2 separate regions of the Anser cygnoides genome follow, and region 1 is linked to region 2. The links are chromatin contacts, called in public Hi-C maps. All regions are on one chromosome and are shown on one strand. The core of a region is the stretch at or near the end of the contact, and the rest is flanking DNA. Distances in the headings are between cores, read along the strand shown. Region 1 overlaps DEUP1 (deuterosome assembly protein 1). Region 2 holds the start of SMCO4 (single-pass membrane protein with coiled-coil domains 4).

Region 1 (7,107 bases), core at 971-3,470, 36 kb after region 2:
AATTTGTTTTGCTTACACAGCAACAGAATCCAGTTTGAATTGCAAATAAAAGGAATCTCAATATTATGCAGTTTTTCAGCAAAGAATCACAGAACCACAGCATGGTTTGGGCTGGAAGGGACCTTAAAGCCCACCCAGTTCCACCCCCCTGCCATGGGCAGGGACACCTCCCACCACACCAGGTTGCTCAAAGCCCCATCCAGCCTGGCCTTGAGCACCTCCAGGGATGGGGCATCCACAGCTTCTCTGGGCAGCCTGTGCCAGGGCCTCACCACCCTCTGAGGGAAGAATTTCTTTGGAAATCTCACAACAGCAGAGCAGAGGGGGACAATCCCCTCCCTCACCCTGCTGGCCATGTTGCTTTTGATGGAGCCCAGGGTACGTTTGGCTTTCTGGGCCACAAGCACACATTACCAGCTCATGCCGAGCTTCTCATCCACCAACATGCCCAGGTCCTTCTCCTCAGGGCTGCTCTCAGTAAAGCGTATAGAGCTGAACTAACTCTGTTCAGTTTTACAATGTTTTCCTATGTTGCAGAAAAATATAAAGAATTTAGGCCCTTTCCTAAGACTCATCACAAGTTTTCTGAAGTAAGTTTTTTTCTCTATTCCAATGTAGTTAAACAATGTGCCAACGTACTATTAAAAGAGGTGCTTTTGAAGATGGGATTTAAAAATCATAAGTATTAATGTAAAGCATAGAAAGCACCCAAGATCACTGTCCCAAGCGAAGTCTATGGGTCTGGCAAAAGGAGTAATAGGGATGGCTTCAAAGTATGTTTGTGCTTTGTCTGCTTGTGTTCCTCCCACAGAATGGCATGGCTTACACCATAAAAAATGAAAAGCTCAGATTTCTCATTTCAAGCGTCCCAAGGGCTATAGAATAGCCAAGAATAACCAGAGCAAAGATTAGCTCTTTATGCTAGGAGCTATCACATGGCTAAAGGCCCCTATTATTCTTCTTCTGTGCGATCTAGAGAATTTCTCTTGGCTGATTATATTTTCGAGGGAATGATTCCACTTATTAGCCCTTTGTACATCACAGAATTGAAAGTGTCTTCATTTACAGTGCTGCAACGGGGTCTCAATTTAACTATGTGAAGCTAACCTGTGTATTTTGTAATATGTCTAGAGTACAACGTTTTGTAGCGTAGTCCAGTTGCAATATACCCAAATCTGCAGGATAATGATTATCTTATTGAAGCCTTCATGTTAAAATACTTGCAATTCGTGATGTGCCTAAAGACATTAAGAAGATAGGTGCAGATTTTAGTTCTAAGAAATTCTGGAGCGGTTACGCGTGGTTTTATTTTTTTGATTGTGTGACTGGCTTAAGTATGCCTGCTTTGTTGTAGCATGGCATATTTCTTTAGAGTGTTTTCAGAATGTCTCTGCAGTTCTTCAAGGTGTGAATTTAAACGTTCTTCAAACTCTTTTGTGTGTTTCTCTTCCTCTTGAAGGAACTTTTCTGTTGTTGCAAGGACGGACATCTCAGGAGAAGACTAAGAAACACACAGAAAGAAATAGTAAAAAACAGAAAGTTCAACAACGTGCTTGCATAATCAGTTTTTAAACTTAAACACATCTTAACACAGAGCAGCTAATAACCCTTTAATGCTTTATACATCTCCAAGAAAATATGACTTCAGGCATACGTTTTTAAATACACTCAGGCAGCTAAATAACATAATGTGAACATGATGTTTAAACACCTCTGACATTCACAGCACTGGGATGTAGATTTGCCATTAAAAATATAAATATCCTGTTAGACAGAATTAAGCTGCCTCAGAACCTCTTAAATCTTTGGATCAGCTAAAGGTCATGTTAGTCATTTGTGTAATTTAGACCAGGACAGAGGACAATAACCTGTTCTTTGGAACTACAGAATATAACTAGTGTTGGGTACTGCTGATTGCCTCCTGTAATTTTCTCCCTCTGCCTCTCTTCCATCTCATGAAATGCTTTCTTAGGAAAGGAAGAAAAACTGTACTGAGTTCAGCACTGTCTACTTCAAGTCCTGATATTCCGGAGAATGTACTAAACTTTATTCACTGCAAGTAGTTCACTGAAAAATTTTATTTCCATTTAATGAACATTTAATAGACAGAGACATAAAACATACGAAAATCAGTCTTAAAATGGTTGTCATGGGACTCAGAGTTGTATAAAGCAAAGGACATGAATAAATCTTTGCTGGAATGAGTTCTAAAACTGTAAGCAGCATTCTTTGTTAATTCCTTTTGCTAATATTTAAGATCCATTCATTGGAATGTCTGTCAAAAAAAAAAAGAAAAAAAACCCTTTTCTCTGTCTAAAGACAATTTGCTTGTTTAAATATATTCAATGTTTATTTGTAAAGATAAATATGATTCTATGACATGAATTTTTAACAGTGAACTGAGAAAAAACTTCATACAGGATCTGTAAAATATTAAGAGAAAGATATTTTTCTGTCTTTATGTGACCATATATTGAGTAAGAATATTAGAAATCATTATCTTAACTAAACCATGCGTTGAAATATTTTTAATAACCGTTAGAATTGTTAGTGTAGAATCTCTAATTTTGCTTTTCCTAGAATATAAAAAGGAGACTGCCGGTACATCAAATAGGAAGGGCCTCAAATAATTTAAATATCTAAATGGCTTGTAGAAAATGCCAATTCTATTAAACCTGTAAATGTTTATTCTAGGATCCATTATATCAGAAGGGGGTATTCCCTATTTCCACAGCAACTACAGGCAGATTCGGTTTTTGCTTCTGCCTGCTTTAAAACTGCCCTTAACAGCTTTTCAGGCCAGAAGATATTAACTAGAAAATATAGAAATGCTGTAAAGCACTATTCTATTCAAATGGTTTGCAGCAGACCTTGAGATGAAATTTAGGGATTTCCCATAGGAAATCCCCTTACTTTTCACAGTACAGCAAGAAATAAATTCTGGATGTAATACCACCCTTCTAGGCTGAGCCAGGCTTTCTGGACATACGGGGTTCCTAAAGTGAAATTCACAGATAAAGCAGAATTTTCCTTTATTCAGTGCCTCAAAAGTAAGTGTTTTAATGGGGCAGGGAAGAAAGCGACTTAATTTGCCAGGTAGGAATACGGAACCTAAAGGTATTGGTTTACCGTTTCCCACAACACTCTTGCACTAGCAGGGATATTCCAATGTTTGAGAAACTCTGGAGGGAAATCACCCACCTTTTGTTTTTCCCTGGAAACACGTGCATGACTCCCCACCCATAAATCACCATTGTTTTCACAGAAAGAGATTTTCCTGAGATTTTGAATGCTATGGCTACATGCAAATTTTTCCTCCCCTCTCATGGGCTAGGTCACATAAACATTTTCTTGTGATGTTTGGATTCAGCGATAGAGTTGGCGGTACTACTTTGAAGTGTTTTAAGATAGCTTTGCATTATGAAGAAGACACTGTACGTGGAGGCTTTATTTAAAGCAACACCATGTTTCACTTACTCTAAAATCACTGAGTAAATACTGAGCAAATAAAACACTTCCAGAGAGAAGCAAAGGAAACCAGGCAGATGTGCCAGTCTTCAGAAATATTACATCAAGTTACAAGAGGTTCTCAGAGATTCATTACAACAGTGTTTACAATTGCTGACTTGTCAGTAGAAACATACCAGCCTCGCGATGAAGCTATCTTCCTAAAATGCTACTGTCCTTTGCTTCAATTGGTACTTACTTCGATGTGTTTTTCTTGAAATACAGTGTGAACCCCAAATGAGACATTTCTGAATTTCCTCAGAGGAGAGAAGAATGTTTACCACTTGGAACAAGCAGATCGTGGCTCCTTACAGCTTCTTACCCTGAGGGTCAGACATCACTGACTATCATTTTAGATAGGTCCCTAATGCACTGTGTTTATGCACTTTGAGAGAAGGTTGTATCTAAACAGGTCTAAAAGGCAAAATTTCTTGTTAGCAAGTAAGCTTTGTTTTCCCAGCCTCTGGTCTGTTCTTTCACTATGTCCTATATTATCTTCACTTTCTGCGCCTGAGGAAGAAAAACTATAAAGAAACTGCTTTAATCCCTGTCTCAGATGAGACTCATGGTCCCTAGTTTTGAATTTGTTTTCTTCAGATAACACTTCCTTTATATCCTTCAGTTTTCTAACTGGAGCTGCGCAGAAATGGGTTCATTGGTAAGCTTTCAGCCTAACTGGTCGGGTAGTGAGGCAACAAGGACTCTGCTTTTTCATTACTACAGTGTCAGCTCCCCCCATGTTTCCTTGGTGTACACCAATAATGGGAGCCACCCTTTTGCCTCATCATTTGCTGGAAATGAAGGAGGGCACCTGATATACAGATGCATATCTCCACATGTGACATATGTCAAATATGCCTTTTCCTTAAACAGGAACTGCTCAAAATGCTTATGAGTTATGAAACTGGATTGGTGGGCAGAAGCACTCCGGGAAGCCAGGTCTGTTCTCTCTCACAGAGTGCCTAGTTAACTTTACTAGTGTTAATCTCTGTCTTGCCCCATGAATTGTCCCAACATTCCTGGATGCACATTTAGCAGCGCAGCAAGAAAACATTGACATTCAGGATAGTGCAATGTTTAGTGGTCAAATCGTGCTCCCAAGAGCATTAAAGTCTTCTCATGTTTAGCCCTTCTACTTCTCAGGAAAGTTCTTGTCACACCAAGACGACGAATTGATCTGGCTAATTTCAATTTTCTGGGGGCAGTTTCCTCTAACCCTGCACTGCAATACATCTTAGGCAGCAGGTACAGATGACTGTCTTCTCAGAAGAATGTGCTTCTGCTTGTATATGAAAATTGAAATTCCTGGGATAACTTCAAGCCACATAGGAATGCATTTGGAAGACCTAAATACCTTAGTAAGTAGGTAACAGTATTACTTCAAAGGCATGGACCACAGTGTTCCTCAGGGTAGGATCAAGACTGTCAGAATCATTCCTAATAACGTCCAGTGCTAGAATTTCCACAACGATCCATTGTAATTTATTTATTCATTTAGTCATTTCCCATCCTTAAAGTTAGAAAGTTTCCTAATGCCTAACTAAATTTTCCTTGCTACAGCCTAAGTCTTTCTTGTCCTACTAAGTTTTGAAAGCAAGAACACGTGATGTATGTCCATCATCTGAAGGGAAACATGACAAAGTATTTCTGACTAAAAGTCACAAATGAAGATCCAGGTTGGGAAGCACAATGAACATAACTGCTTGCTCCAGCTAATATAGAGAAATTATATAGAAATAGACAATTCTGAACCTGCCAATAATCTTCTTGAATAAATATATATGTATATAATCGATTTGATTTTGTTGATCTTCTGAACTCCTACTTGCTTTGATCCCTCTCATTTGGACTTAGACTATGCATTAGAAACATCCCTTGCTTTATAGTTTCATTCTGTACTTTGCCCACACACCAGCTGGAAATGTTTTCCTTTCAATCTAGTCAACTGTCTTGGCATCGACCCTGTCCTGAGTGCCAGCTGGGAAATAGTTTCCCTGCAGCTTGCAAAACTGTCTCAGAATGGGCATTTTCCCTGGGCTGGCTGGAAATAGAAGCTTTGTGCCCTGCTATCTCTGTCTGACACTTCTGACAGAAGAGAGGATGAGAACTGCTGTTTACCAGACTTTTCCTGAAATAGTCCAAACAGTTCTTTTTGCTACTAGCAGTACAAAGAGGAAAACTTCCAAGCCAATGAGAAACCAAAAGCCAATTACTTAAAATTCCTATGCGGTGTAAAAATGGAAATGAGGTCATACACCCAGGACTAGCTGGTTCACTCTGACTACTGGGACACAGCTGCTGGGAGCACAGGCAGTGAAGGGCTGCACTGCAACTCCCGCTTCCCAGGCAGGTAATCAGCATGTCGCTGCTCACCGGCCGGGAGCTTCTGGAGCATCTTCCAGCAGCTACATCTCTGATAGGAAAGGATGTGTGCACATTTATGAAGTGAACAAAAGAACTGGGGCACGACCAATGCAACCTGCCTGAAGATGGCTGTTGCTGTCACAATGCCTCTTCTGTCCTAATTAACGTGCCATGTGGCAAGAACATTGCCTACTGGTTCTCCCCATTAAAAGCTGAATTAGTCTTCCCTTTCTTCTCTCAACAGGACTCAGGCACAAACAGTTTGGGATCTCCTGGGTATGAAGATGCATATATCACTGTTGGACAGAGAGATGGCCACAGTCCATTCCTTACTAATCTGTAAATTCTATTAAAAGTAGGTGTGGTTGTGTGGTTTGAGGTCTGGAAAATGAGTGCTAAATCTTCTAGTGGAAAAAAAAATAGGGGCCTGTAGTGGATGCCTAAGGATGGAAAAAAGATACTAAGGAAGAGTGTAAAGCTCAAATTTAAAGAGAACTGAAGTCGAAGAATTCTGGAAAGTTTTTCCTAAGAAGTTGCCAGAGCCAAAGTGGGATTTATCCCACTTGTCAATGGAGGTTGGTAATCTGCACCCTATGAAGACTGAAAGAAAGAATGCTGCACTATTACTCTTTCATTTCAAGAAAAATAAGGATTACAGCAGTTATCATTTCTGTTCCTTTTCAAATACAATAGCTAACACACAGAAAATAGTTGCTGCAATTCCTCTAATTTCATCCATCAATCAAATGCTGTGGAAACCGGATTTGTCTAACAGCACTTAAAGCATAAGTTTGCAGGTATTATGGAAAGACATTTAAAGCAGTGCCCCTACAGAAGGCAACATGAAGCAGAGTGCCCCAATATAGAAGGCAATGAGCTAAAATGTAGAAGTCTCTCCCGCAGTCGCCTAATGGCAGGTAATTATCACCATCGTTACTAGTACAGAGATATGGCCCAGTAGGGGATGTTTAATCTTCAGAAAAACTGTGGTTATGTTAGGATAAGGTATTTACAGTTTTGCTGGGCTAGCACTGAATAAATAACAGTGACAACAGGAATAATCTGATTTTTGGTTCCTTCAGGATTGCATTTGGTCCACAGATGGATGTGGACCACTAAAAGAAGCTTTGAAAATATCTACGTTATAGAAAAACAGTTACTTACTGATAATTTGATTTCTTCTGCATCATAAGCATGGCTTAGTAAACCGCCTGTTGTGCCTTTTTCAGAAAACAG
Region 2 (7,086 bases), core at 2,718-5,217:
TGCAGCAGGGTGACAGTGCAAACCACTTCTTGTCCTTGTCAATATGGGCATACTTTCTGTTTGAATAACTTATCCCATAGTTTGTAAAGTCAGAAGACAGCATTGTGATAATTGACTCCAACTTTCTGTATTTAGAGGTCATCCCAAGTTCTGGGCTCAATTTTTGTTGGATCTACAGCAATTTTTTAAGGAAAACATCCTGTTGGAATTTATCCATTGTTGGTATTGCTAGAACTTTTCAAGTCATCCTGGTTTGTATATTTCTCTCCTCATATATTTGCTTACCTCTTTTTAATCTCATTCTTACTGTGAATATATTTAGCTTTAACTTTCATCTGAGAGCCTGAAGCGTTTGTTTCTGAAGTCTTGTTCCCCACATAGGTACTTCCAGCTTACAGCCAGTTCACTACTTCAAGCATCTCTTTGATAAACTTGGTCTACCACCGTTAGATCGAGCTCCAAAAGTGTCTTCTCTCCAGAAGACAGCAAAAGAGTAAAGTAATCTCTGGGACAGTTCAGTGAGCAACATTTATAATGAACTCATCTTCGAGAATATAGATGAAGAGCTAAGTGGATTCTCTCATTTTTCAGAGGCTACCAAACTACTTTTAGAGAGTAATGGCTAATGGTCACTTGCCTTCTGAGGTAGCTGTTGAGCTGGAAAAGAAAGCGTTTGTTATACATCACCTCAGGTGCTAACCACACCTCCTGTCAAAAAATAATTCAGGACCTTATCTTTCACTACTGAAATTAGTAAGAGTTTGTCTATGGCTTCGCTAGTGACAGAGAAGTCTCATAAGATGGAATTCATCTCACCCAGCTTTAAATGTCAAAATCTGATCCACTTCTTGAGTACTTTTTATAACCAGGAAAATATTAACAGGCACTTCTGTGGCGTAGCCCTCCCATCCTAAAATTTTCAGTTGAATATCACCTATCGCATGGGTATCAGATATGAATACAGGAGGTCTCCTGGATGCTTAGAGATAGAATGTGTTTAACATAAGAGAATGAAGACTCTGATGATGTGCTTCAGGGAGCATCCCACAGGAGTATGGTATGAACGGAGTAAAGAAAACAAGAGTCCAGAGTCAACCTGCAGAAAGTGTGGAACCAGAAAGAATTCAAAGAAAGGTAAAGGACTTTTTGAAATAATTTGAAAGGTAAAGACACCAGCAGAACCCAGAGGTGGAACTGCCTAGAGGTGGGGTGGTTTTGCTCTTGCTCCCTCACCCTTTGGAGAAAAAGAACTTCAGAACTGCTGTAGTCGGTAAAAATAAAATCCAGAGTCTAGACAACCCACATCTGTTTCTTAGCTGGAAAAGATGTTATCTGGAAGGTTTTGCCACTGTAAGGTCTCTGAAAAGGAAAAGATTCTCCATGAAAAGTCTCTTGTAGTGTTTATAGTGCACCCATAAAATTGTAGTTTGTATTTGAACTTGTAACTACTACAGGAGTCATTGCAATTTGATTACTGTTTATGTGTGATTTTTTCTCTTTCTCTCCATACACACAGATTTTTAAAAGCATATGTGCATATTAAAAGACTAAGCTGCTACCATCACAGAGGTATAATACCAAAAAAGAAAAAAAAATCTGAATTTAATAATAACATTTCCCATCCTTTTATGCTACTGCATATAAAATCTATAAAGTCTAAGCAGGTTTAAGGGAGGATTACTGCACACTGATAATTCAAAACAATCTGAAAAGACTTTTTTTTTTTTCCTAGATTAAAAATAAAGTAATAAAGATTACAATATAATCCTGGCAGCAGATTTTACATCTACATCCAAAGGAGTTGCAGGTTTATTAAAGAACAGTGCAATGTCTTAAAATGTGAACCAAACCTTCTACTGAGCTGTACCGCAGACTCCGCTGCTGCAATCAATACTCCAAACAACCCTATTTTTCTTGGACAAAAAACCATACATATATCTGACATTTGAGGAAGCCAGGTGAATAAATCAATAGCTAAACAAAAATGCACTTAATCATATCTATTGTGGACAGATGCAGATTGGAAAATCCTATATGGTCCACATACATCCTTCTGCTTAAAGGTTAGAAATGAAACTGTTTCCTAAATGGCAATGTCCTGTTGTTACAGAGTAGTCCTGAAGCTAGAATGATTACAGTAGCAATTACCTGCCTGCCACCCAGCGCGGGTCAGATCTCTCCCTGCAACAAGTTCAGGTGTAGTTTGTTGTTCAGGTACTTCAGCATACATGCATAACTTAATAGCCAACACATTATGTCCTTTATAAGGGTAATAGCTTTACTGGAGTATGCAGGAAAAATTCACACGTACACTGTAATCCTAATGTGACTGAACTGCATGTTGTTACACAGTCCAATCAGTCCAAGGATGAATTCGATATATGCACACTTCATCCTTCCTTAATGGTTTTAAGTGATGACCACTATAGGACATTTCTCATGCCATTGCAGGTGATCATTAAACATACATAATAGCCCTATTAAATGATTATGGATAACTTTAGTGTCTTGGCCAAAAAAATTCTATGTCCGAAGGTACATTTGTGCACAGAACTGCTGCTTTGCTTAAAGGTGCTTTGCTTTACTTGACATTACTTCATAAAGCCCTTTGAGATAACCACAGTGTGAGAGATGTTTTAGAAAAACACAATTTTATTTCTTCTCTGCTTTAGCCCTAAGCAGTTCAGTGTTATTTGAACATCAGGAACAGCACTTCCTTACAACTTCAAAGTCAGATTCTAATCTCAAATTGGCAGTACACCTCGAGATTAAAAAATCTGCCCACAACTGGAAGAAATGGATGTTTTCAGCAGAAAGAAGTGCAATAGGAAGTAACAACATGACACTCCAATATCACTCAATTAGAAGGTATATTAAGGTTACATGAAGGTGCCTGATGAGAATGCTCTTGCAGGAAACATTTTGAACTCTGAGAAAAGCATTAGGAGAAGGATGACACCATTAAGCTCGGGAGCAGCTTTGTAGCTGTTATTAACCTGGGAGAAGGGGGAGATCCCTCCCGACTGACCTTTTCAGTGTAAACCTCCATGCCAGGCATTCGGATACCACGGAGCCCAGGTGATGTCTCCTATTTTCAAAACGCAACCCGGCAAAGGGGAAAATGCAAACAGATGCCCGAGATCTTTTATCGCCTACCAGTTGCAGCTACTGTCTCTTCAGGAACACAGCAAGGGATTTCTTCTTCTCGGTGAGAAAGGAGAGCATCTCCGCGGCGGAGCCAGCCTAAGCCATGAAGACCATGCAGCAGCTACAGATGTTTGGGGTCCTGCTGGTGCAGGCAGCAGCTTGGGGTGGGTGCAATAGGGTTTCTCAGTGAATTCACACTCCCACTGTCCCCATTCACTTGGAGGACATGGGGCATCTCTCTATGTGTGTTTGGGACGATCATTTCGGAGTTGGTAACAAGCGCTTCCCTCCCAATGCTATGCAAGAAAGTAATGTCAGTAATCTCCACTCTAATTCCACCTCTTTTCGCACTCCCTTATTTAATGAACAGACAAACGCACTTGTGATAAGCCTTTTACTGCAACACCAGAGAGAGAGATCTCCTCAGGAACAGACGATGATTTTGCGCCGGCCTTTCCAGCCGGCTGCCGTGCACCTGTCCCGTATGACCAGACACAGCGGGGGGCCGGTGGGGGGCTGATGGGGGACCAGTGGGGGATCAGGGGTCCGGTGGGGGACCAGTGGGGGTCCCTTCACCCTCTTCTACCGAGAAAAGCCGCCGAAGGGCTCCCCTGGCCGGTGCCCCCCCGGGGAAGGCAGCGCTGAGGCGGCGGCCTCCCGGCCCCTCAGCTTCCCGCCCTCACCTCAGGGCTCGCCTCAGGGGCGCCCTGAGGGGAGCGGGGCGAAGCTGGGGGGGGCAGCGGGACCCTCGGCGGGCGGCAGAGGGCGCCCCGAATTCCGCCAGAGAGGGGCCGGGAGGAGCCTCCGGCTCGGCTCGGCTCGGCTCGGCCGAGGAGGGAGGGAGGGGAGGAGGAGGAGGAGGAGGAGGGAGCTGCCACGTCCTCTGCGCCGAGCGGCGCCAGCCCCGCGCCTCACTCAGCCCCACGTGTGGCGGAGCGGGGAAGTTGCGGCGGGGAGCCCGGACTCTGCCCCTCTCTGGCCGCCCGTCCCTGCTCTCAGGAGGGCGCAGCTCAGAGTAAGGACTCGCGGCTGTCCCGGGGAGGAGGGGAGGGAAGGGAAGGGAGCGCTGAGGGGGGAGAGGTCGGGGCTCCGGGAGCCCACTCCGATCCTCCCCCCGGGGGGAGTCGCCGAGCTGAGGGGCTCCGGGCCGGCCGGCTTCCCGAGGACTTCCAGGGGGGCTCCGAGTGCTCCAGGGTGGTTAAAAGCGGAAAGTTTTGAAGTGAGGGGAAGCAGGGAGCCGGCCCCGGGAAGGAGGGACCCGGCTGTGAGGCGCCGGGGGCGGCCCGGCCCCGCCGGTGTTGAACGGCGACCCTGCAGGGGGGATCCGTGAGGAAAATAACTCTTGGAAATGAGGAAAAAAATCTCCTCAAAAGGCTCGAAACTTCTTCATCTGGCGTCTATTTCTTTAATTTCGCTTCCTCGGTCGCGAGGACGATCGTGTGTGAGGAAGGACCGAGACTTGTGTTTAAGCAGCCGACCGAGGGGGAAGTAAGCTCAGGAAAGCATTAAAAGGTGACCCAGGGGAAAGAAAAATAAGATAATCCGTTCTGAATGCAAATATGCTGCTTTTACCTCTTTCTTAAGCGCAGTGAATTCATTTGTTCGTGTGTTGTCCCTGCCGTGTGCTGCCGTGAGTTCAATTTGTAGCTTTTTTCGGTTCTCTGTACAGTTGGGTACCTTAAAAAATAATTTACTTTCCGCTATGTTTCTAAAGCCGTTATGCTTCACACCTTTTAAGACGGTAGGGAAAATAAATGTTGTCATGTTATGGAGATTTACATTCCGTGGTCCTGCCCCAAATTTGTGTCAGGTTTTTGTGGGCTCGAGCGGTGCCCGGCTGTGTTGGGGCCTCCTGGGGATTTTCGTGATCCTCTCAATTTGGAAAACCTGATTGTGTGTTATTTTTAGGTCTGTTGAAATTGTCTCCTTTAAATAAAACAAAAGTCTTGCAGAAATTCCCTGACATCCTATTAAAAAAAAAAAGTTTCTAATTAGTGCATTTTTAATAACTTTTTCTCTCTCTTTTAACTGCCTTTAGTGGCCTATTTATACCACGCAGACCTCCTAGACTGAAGTTAAGAAGAAAGCAGGTTTTAGACTGTTCTTAAGCTTTGTAGTTAGAAATTTCGCTCATCTTTGTCAGATAAATGAACAGCTCATTGTTATAGCAATTTTAGTTTTAACTTTCCCTCATGATGTGCAGGAAATGTAAAAGGGACGTTTACCAACAGGGATTTGGAGTGTGGTTGTCAAATACCCTTTATAATGTAGGGAATTCTAGGAACTACCTGTTTCTTTAGTGCTCTTTCCAGCAGGGACTCGCACAACTGTTATCTTCTGCTCCTCAAGAGGGTTTTGGCGAAGCTGTTGACTGCAAATGCAGAGTGATATAGAAGAGCATGGACAGCACTGATACATACAGAGGTAAAAATGAGCCGTTTACAGAGCTCTGGGCATCTTCAGAGGCTGCCAGAGTGGCTGTCGGAAAGCCCTGTTTCTAGGGAGTCCTTAGCAGAACACCCTCCTGGGGTGTGACCAGTGCTTGCAGGCCAACAGGACTGTCCCTGTTTTGCCCCACGAGAGGGTGAGAGGTAACGGGCACAAACTGAAGCATGGGAGGTTCTGGCTTAATATGAGGGGGCACTTCTTTACTGTGAGGGTGACAGAGCAATGGCACAGGGTGCCCAGAGAGGTTGTGGAGCCTCCTCCTCTGGAGATACCCAAAACCTGCCCGGATGCCATCCTGTGCAGTGTGCTCTAGGTGATCCTGCTCGGCAGGGGTTGGACTGGGGGATCTCCAGAGGTCCCTTCCAACCTCAGCCATTCTGTGACTCTGTGACTGACTTGCCTGAGACAAGATCTTAGCAGTGGCAGCGTGTCTGTGGAAGAGAACCTGGGCTGTGAGGTGATCCCAGAGCACTGGGCTTGAGCGGAGGTTGCGCTGTGTGAGGCAGCTGCCCTCAGTCACATTCCTGACTGCTCGTTTGGAGGTGTGCACAGCAACAGGTGAGAGAGTAGACGATCTCCTGGTCACTGCCTTATCAGTATGCTAGCAAAATAATATATATATACTTAAACTAATCATGTTTTTCCATGCATTAAATAGGCAGTAAAGTGCTTTTGCATATCTATACAATATACATGCTAATTAGGTGGTATGAGCTATCTCACGGGATGGTCGATAGACTACACAGTAAATCTTTTGGCTATGGCACTCAATGCGTAAGGTAACAGTTTATTTGTTAATTTTTGTTGCAAATTTTCCTTCTCCCTGGTCTTTCTCCCTTGCGTGTTACTTCGAAGCCCAACAAGACTTGGCCTGGTGCTGTGTGCATTACCTAGAAGCAGTGCTGTAGAGAAGCTGAAAAGGGAGAGTTCTCTCCACGAAGAGTCGCAGGAGACCTGCCCTGGTTCAGCAGGTAGCAGTGCTGTCATGGGGACTGCACTTAAAGGAAGATTAATTTATCTTTCACAGTGGTATCAGGGCTTGAGAGAACTGAGCACGAATTCTCTCTGCTGAATTGGCTGGGTTTGCTTTTTTACTCTTACAGCTGTGTGTCCCAGCTACTCCCAAAGAGTCTGAGCTCTTCGAGAATGGATCTGGCATTTCTTGATTCAGCTATAAGGTCTCTGTGCTCCGGAGCAAAATGATCTGTCTGTCTCCCTGCAAGACTCTCCATGCACTGCAAGAAGTATCTGTGGATTCATTGATGTCCTGTTGTCCCCATAGCAATTTGTGTTGCGTGCAGATCTGAGCTGCTCTATTTTTTTGTGATAATAGTTTGATTTCTGACAGCACGGAAAGGTTTCTGTAGTATCTGGCAAAGAGATCTTGGTTGTTGTCTTCTCAGGAGGTCTCCTGATGTTAATTGCTGTACAGGGCCACCAAGGCAACAGCAGGGCTGCCCTGTAAGACCACAAGTTCTTTAACCAGATGAC

Evidence for each region. A called contact is a pair of places that touch in the nucleus more often than the background predicts.
Region 1: a Hi-C map of liver shows a contact between it and region 2, with 2.6 times the contacts expected there. The contact joins the enhancer-like site here to the promoter of SMCO4 in region 2. A contact is called at or near these places in 2 of 7 Hi-C or Micro-C datasets (both in liver).

What each region holds. Positions count from the first base shown.
Region 1 is chr1:201,120,716-201,127,822 of Taihu_goose_T2T_genome, forward strand. It overlaps DEUP1 (deuterosome assembly protein 1), which reads right to left. Exons shown (of 13, transcript XM_048076511.2): 12 at 7,036-7,107; 13 at 1,267-1,501. The coding sequence ends at 1,331. Among named protein-coding and RNA genes, the nearest start is that of SMCO4, 38 kb to the left of the region's middle. Within about 2 kb of position 2,221, at least 1 of the 3 cell types and tissues checked has open chromatin away from gene starts, as enhancers often do. A contact at or near this core is called in liver, where this site is marked.
Region 2 is chr1:201,082,647-201,089,732 of Taihu_goose_T2T_genome, forward strand. It overlaps SMCO4 (single-pass membrane protein with coiled-coil domains 4), which reads left to right and starts at 3,968. Exons shown (of 2, transcript XM_048076504.2): 1 at 3,968-4,162.